Linked DNA regions of Zea mays: region 1 is linked to region 2. The links are chromatin contacts, called in public Hi-C maps. All regions are on one chromosome and are shown on one strand. Each heading gives the region's core, a stretch centred on a gene start, on an enhancer-like site or on the middle of the called end of the contact. The rest is flanking DNA. Distances are from core to core; before and after follow the strand shown.

Region 1 (2,700 bases), core at 174-2,673, 310 kb before region 2:
ATGACTGTCCTCACGTACACGTCAGACGCTCACGAGAGTTTGTCCGTCTCCGGGCATCTTTTAATTTCGTTATCTAGCACGCCGCGGTCGCACCATTCCGGCGAGAGTCTTCAGTAGACCGCGGTCGTCAGGCCGCCCGCAGGCCGCAGCAGAAATGACGTCTGCGAATAAACAAGTCATTTCTATTTGTTTGGCTGCTATGTAGATGGACAAGTGAGCCGCTTGAGGGGAGTATTTGGTTGTTAAATTTTGGTATATGTCATATCAAATATTTAAATAATAATTACGTATATTAAATATATTCTAGTTATAAAAATAATTATACAGATAAATAAAAGACTAGACAAATTTATTAAATCTATATCTAATACTCATAATTGATATTCAAATATCTGATGTGACATGAATTAAATTTTAGTCGGAAGAGTCAAACATTCTTTAAATGGACCAACACTAGGTATGACATGACTCATATTGCTCTAGCACGGTACGCCACGATTGTGTCTGAGCCTATACGACACGGGGTCTAGTGTCAGTGACTAAGCTGTTATCTCGGTAGGGTGTACGGGCACGACAGTAAGTGGTCGGCATGATGAGGTATGGTTTGGCCAACTCAAGATCAGTAATGTGATTGTTATGTGCACTTGTGATGTGAATTGTTATGGTTTCAAATATGATAAAAAAATCCGGTCTATATTGGTATGAATACTCATGTTTTGAAATCCTATTTGTAATCATAAAAATGTTATAGATATTTTAAAATAGTGTCTGAACTAGTATAGAGACTACTAGATGCTAGTGACATAAAGTACTAACACAACAATACGATTAGATATATAGTGTCGTGCTTGTGCCGATGACTAAACATATTTACAAGCACGGCAAGATTAATAAACATGGCTAATAATATCTTTAATATGTTGCCTGCGGCGGTATGGCTATCTATAGGCTGCTCTGTTCGAATCAAAACATAGCTGACAGCCAAAAAAAAAGAACAGATACGTATAGCTGCTAGCCGCGCGCTGACCGACCGAGCATCACACGCGCCTGCCTGCGGGCGGCGCTGTGGCCATGACGACTCCGCCGGTCCGCCCCTGCCCCCGCTCACGGATGCTCCTCTGGACGCTATATATAAGCCACCTCACTCCCCCCTCTGCCATCACACACCACCGCCGCTCACCAACAACCGAGCAGGAGCAGCCTACCCCATCCACCCACCCCATCCTCTGCGCTGCACGGCTGCTGCTGGTGCTGGTCCGGCCGGTCCGGTCCGGTCTCCTCTGTTCCAGCGAGCTCCCTCCGATCCATCGGGTAGGACACTCCCCATGGCGTCGCACAACGGCACCAAGCACCTGGCGCCGATGGAGGTGTCGGTGGAGGCCGGGAACGGCGGCGGCGCCGAGTGGCTGGACGACGACGGGCGGCCGCGGCGCACGGGCACGTTCTGGACGGCCAGCGCGCACATCATCACGGCCGTCATCGGCTCGGGAGTCCTGTCCCTGGCCTGGGCCATCGCGCAGCTGGGGTGGGTGGCCGGCCCCGCCGCCATGCTGCTCTTCGCCTTCGTCACCTACTACACCGCCACGCTGCTCGCCGAGTGCTACCGCACGGGGGACCCGGACACGGGCAAGCGCAACTACACGTACATGGACGCCGTGCGCTCCAACCTCGGCGGCGCCAAGGTCGCCTTCTGCGGCGCCATCCAGTACGCCAACCTCGTCGGCGTCGCCATCGGCTACACCATCGCCTCCTCCATCAGCATGCAGGCCGTCAGCAGGGCCGGGTGCTTCCACAAGCGTGGGCACGCCGTCCCCTGCAAGAGCTCCAGCAACCCCTACATGATCCTCTTCGGCGCCGTCCAGATCCTCTTCTCCCAGATACCGGACTTCGACCAGATTTGGTGGCTCTCCATCGTCGCCGCAGTCATGTCCTTCACCTACTCCGCCATCGGCTTGTCCCTCGGCATCGCACAGACTGTTGGTACGCCGTCCTTGCCGATATATGTGTTCATTCTGATTCTCTGGTTCCCCTCTTATATGTGTTGATGGTTTTTTGTGGATTCCATCCAGCAAACGGTGGGTTCAAGGGAAGCCTCACCGGCATCAGCATCGGCGCCGACGTCACCTCCACGCAGAAAGTGTGGCACAGCCTGCAGGCCTTCGGCGACATCGCGTTCGCCTACTCCTTCTCCAACATCCTCATCGAGATCCAAGTAATTAAGCAGCAAGCAATACCACCAGTCCCTTTTCGATTCTGTTAATCTGTGTATTCTATTCTTCTTCTGAATTGAATTCCCCTGTTTCCTAACCGATATGATGCTCTGGATCTTTGCTCAGGACACGATCAAGGCGCCGCCGCCGTCGGAGTCGAAGGTGATGCAGAAGGCGACGCGGCTGAGCGTGGCGACGACGACCATCTTCTACATGCTGTGCGGGTGCATGGGGTACGCGGCGTTCGGCGACAAGGCGCCGGACAACCTGCTGACGGGGTTCGGCTTCTTCGAGCCATTCTGGCTGATCGACGTGGCCAACGTGGCCATCGTGGTGCACCTGGTGGGCGCGTACCAGGTGTTCTGCCAGCCCATCTTCGCCTTCGTGGAGCGCCGCGCCGCCGCGGCCTGGCCCGACAGCGCCTTCGTCTCGCGGGAGCTCCGCGTGGGGCCCCTCGCCCTCAGCGTGTTCCGCCTCACGTGGCGGTCGG
Region 2 (2,700 bases), core at 105-2,604:
TGAAATGTTGATAATGTGACGCAAAAAATGACATAGGAAAAATTTAGGAAAACCACTGTGAATAGTATTAGATTGAATGCGGTTGGTGGGTTTGGATGCTCTAATAGACCTGATTTTTTATACAAATAAAACAGGAAAATACTAGTTGGATTTTCTTATATAAAGGGTAGTTTGCAAACTTAAATCTTTCTTAAGATTCCAAGGGAAAATTAAGTTAATTTTTCCCAGCCCCAAAAATCCGGGAGAGAATTTCAGTTTTCAAAATAGTTGAAAATAGCCCCAAATACGGAATTCAAAAATACGATTGGAAAAATGTTTCAGCCGTTTTCGTTCCCACCACTTTTTTTAGAAATTTTTTTGTTCCTGTATTTTTTTTGTATTCAGCAGTTCATTTATATGGTCAATTAAAATATTATTTTGTATAATAAACTATATTATTTATAAAACTGTTTTGTATTTAAAACTGTATTTAAATATAGAGTGTAACATCGGTCAATACCGGATTTTCCGATGCCGTTTCCATCCCAAGGTGTACGGCAGATTCCCCGCGCACCGCGCACGCCACGGCCGAACCCGACTGGCGACGCGTCGCCCGTTGTTCGGTGGAGTGAGCCGGGGCCCGTGCTTGCCGTCCCGTGAGGCCCCTGCCCCTGCCCGTGACCGCCCCGCACCCCCCACAGCCGGGGGTCGCCGGTTTCCGCGACTCCAAATCCGCGTGCGCCGCCCGCCCTCTAAATCTGCCTCGCCGGCAGCCGGGCGGGGGCCACCACGTCACACCCAGCCTCTCCTCTCCGCCCGCGGCCCGCCCGCTTCTTCTTCCTCGCCATCCCTTCTTCTAGCGCGGAGGCGCAGATCCATCGGGCTTCGGGGGCTCGGTTCCATCCCTCTGCCAGCTGGTAAGGCCGCCCTGGCTGGGACTTCTCTCTGGTTGTATTGCTGCTACTACAAGCACTCGGGGTACTCAGATCTGTTTTCCGATCCCGGTCGCTTCACCTCGTCGCGCTTCCTGTCGTCTGCTGCGTGTTGTCGCAGTAATGCCAGACTGTTCTCACCAAAATCGCTCGGATCTCATGCTTACTAAGTTGTCTGGTCGTTTGCGTCCCTGTGCTCAGGCAGCTCCTCAGCTGCAGAGGTTGTGACGGTCGGACAAGGTTGCTGAATGCACTTCCTTTCTGTGCCAGGGATTGGATTGGAGCATCTTCCCAGCACCACCCACGCGGAAGCCATGACCATTCAGTTGCTCCGCTGACGACTCCTCTGACGACAGCACGGCTGCGCTGACCTGCAGGCCTCTCGCCCACGCTGCCCTGACAGGGTAAAGTCAGGGGGTGGCGTGTGTGGGTGGGGGGGGGGGACAATCAGGTGAATAATCATGGACAGAAGAGCTGGGGCGATCCTAGTGTTCCTGCTCGTCGTCCTGGTCTGGGATGTGGCGGCGGTCGCCGAGACCGAGCCTGGCAGCGTGCGGCTAGTACAGGAGGCGCCACATAGGAAGGTGGTGGAGGATGGGGCCAAGGCGGGGAGGGTGCCGGTGTCGACCGTCGCGTGGTCCACGCTTGCCATGGCCGCGGCGACGGGGTTGGGAGCGGTGCCCTTCTTTTTCATGGAGCTCGAAGCGCAGTGGGCTGGCCTTTGCAATGGGCTGGCGGCCGGGGTGATGCTGGCCGCCAGCTTTGACCTTGTGCAGGAAGGGCAGGTGTATGGCAGTGGGAGCTGGGTTGTGTTCGGAATTCTGAGTGGAGGTATATTTATTTGGCTTTGTAAGAAGGTGCGTAACAATTCTTCTTCATTTTTCTTTGATACTATTACTGACCATTCATATCAAGGAGTTTCATCATCTTGCAAATATCAAGCCACATTTCAGTGGATTTATACCCGAAGGAACTATTCGTGAATGTCATACAAGTTTGTTCAATAGTAGGATTTTGTATGGGGACCAATGCTATAATCATCTGATACACTTCCCAGTGATAAACAAAATCAAGGTTGCTAAACACTAGCTATCTTAGACCTTGTGAAAGGCCTATTCCTATATGTCTAGATATGTTAGCAGTTGCTAAACAAAACATATCATTGACATTTAAAAGGGCGCTAATGTCAAAATATTTGTCAGCATAGTGGTGCTAGCAATCATATAAAACCCACTTATATGGTCTTTCACCCAAAGATTTTTGTAGTTGTCAGAGTTGATGACAGTCACAGTTTTAGCAACCGCAAAACTTAAATGGGCATATTTGAGCACACTGCTCACATAATGTATGTGCACACACACTTCCCTCATATGTATGCTTACAACTTTACAAGGTAGTGTGCAGGATGCCTAAATAAAACTTAAAGTACATATTTCACTTTACACTTACATTTTAAGTGCGTTCATCATCATATCAAATTTAGCTGGTACTTATGTTTTCAGATTAATTGGGATAACCTGTTCTTCATTATTTTTTTATATTTATTTATCTTTCATAACATAACTTATATTATTTCCCTGTCTGCAGTTTCTTGAGCAATATGGAGAAGTAAGCATGTTAGATATAAAAGGGGCAGATGCAAGTAAAGTTATTCTTGTTGTTGGAATAATGACTCTTCATTCTTTTGGAGAAGGCTCTGGTGTGGGTGTTTCCTTTGCTGGCTCAAAAGGGTTCTCTCAGGGTCTTCTAGTTACTATAGCTATAGCAGTGCACAACATACCAGAAGGCT

What was found. A called contact is a pair of places that touch in the nucleus more often than the background predicts.
Region 1: a contact with region 2 is called in a Hi-C map of tassel, with 2.4 times the contacts expected there. The contact joins the promoter of LOC100382310 here to the promoter of LOC100191969 in region 2. A contact is called at or near these places in 2 of 25 Hi-C or Micro-C datasets (ear and tassel).

The regions. Positions count from the first base shown.
Region 1 is chr10:11,068,091-11,070,790 of Zm-B73-REFERENCE-NAM-5.0, reverse strand. LOC100382310 reads left to right here and starts at 1,423. Exons shown (of 3, transcript NM_001175059.1): 1 at 1,423-1,980; 2 at 2,070-2,212; 3 at 2,337-2,700. The coding sequence starts at 1,548.
Region 2 is chr10:10,753,346-10,756,045 of Zm-B73-REFERENCE-NAM-5.0, reverse strand. It overlaps LOC100191969, which reads left to right and starts at 1,354. Exons shown (of 5, transcript NM_001137393.1): 1 at 1,354-1,768; 2 at 2,499-2,700. The coding sequence starts at 1,373.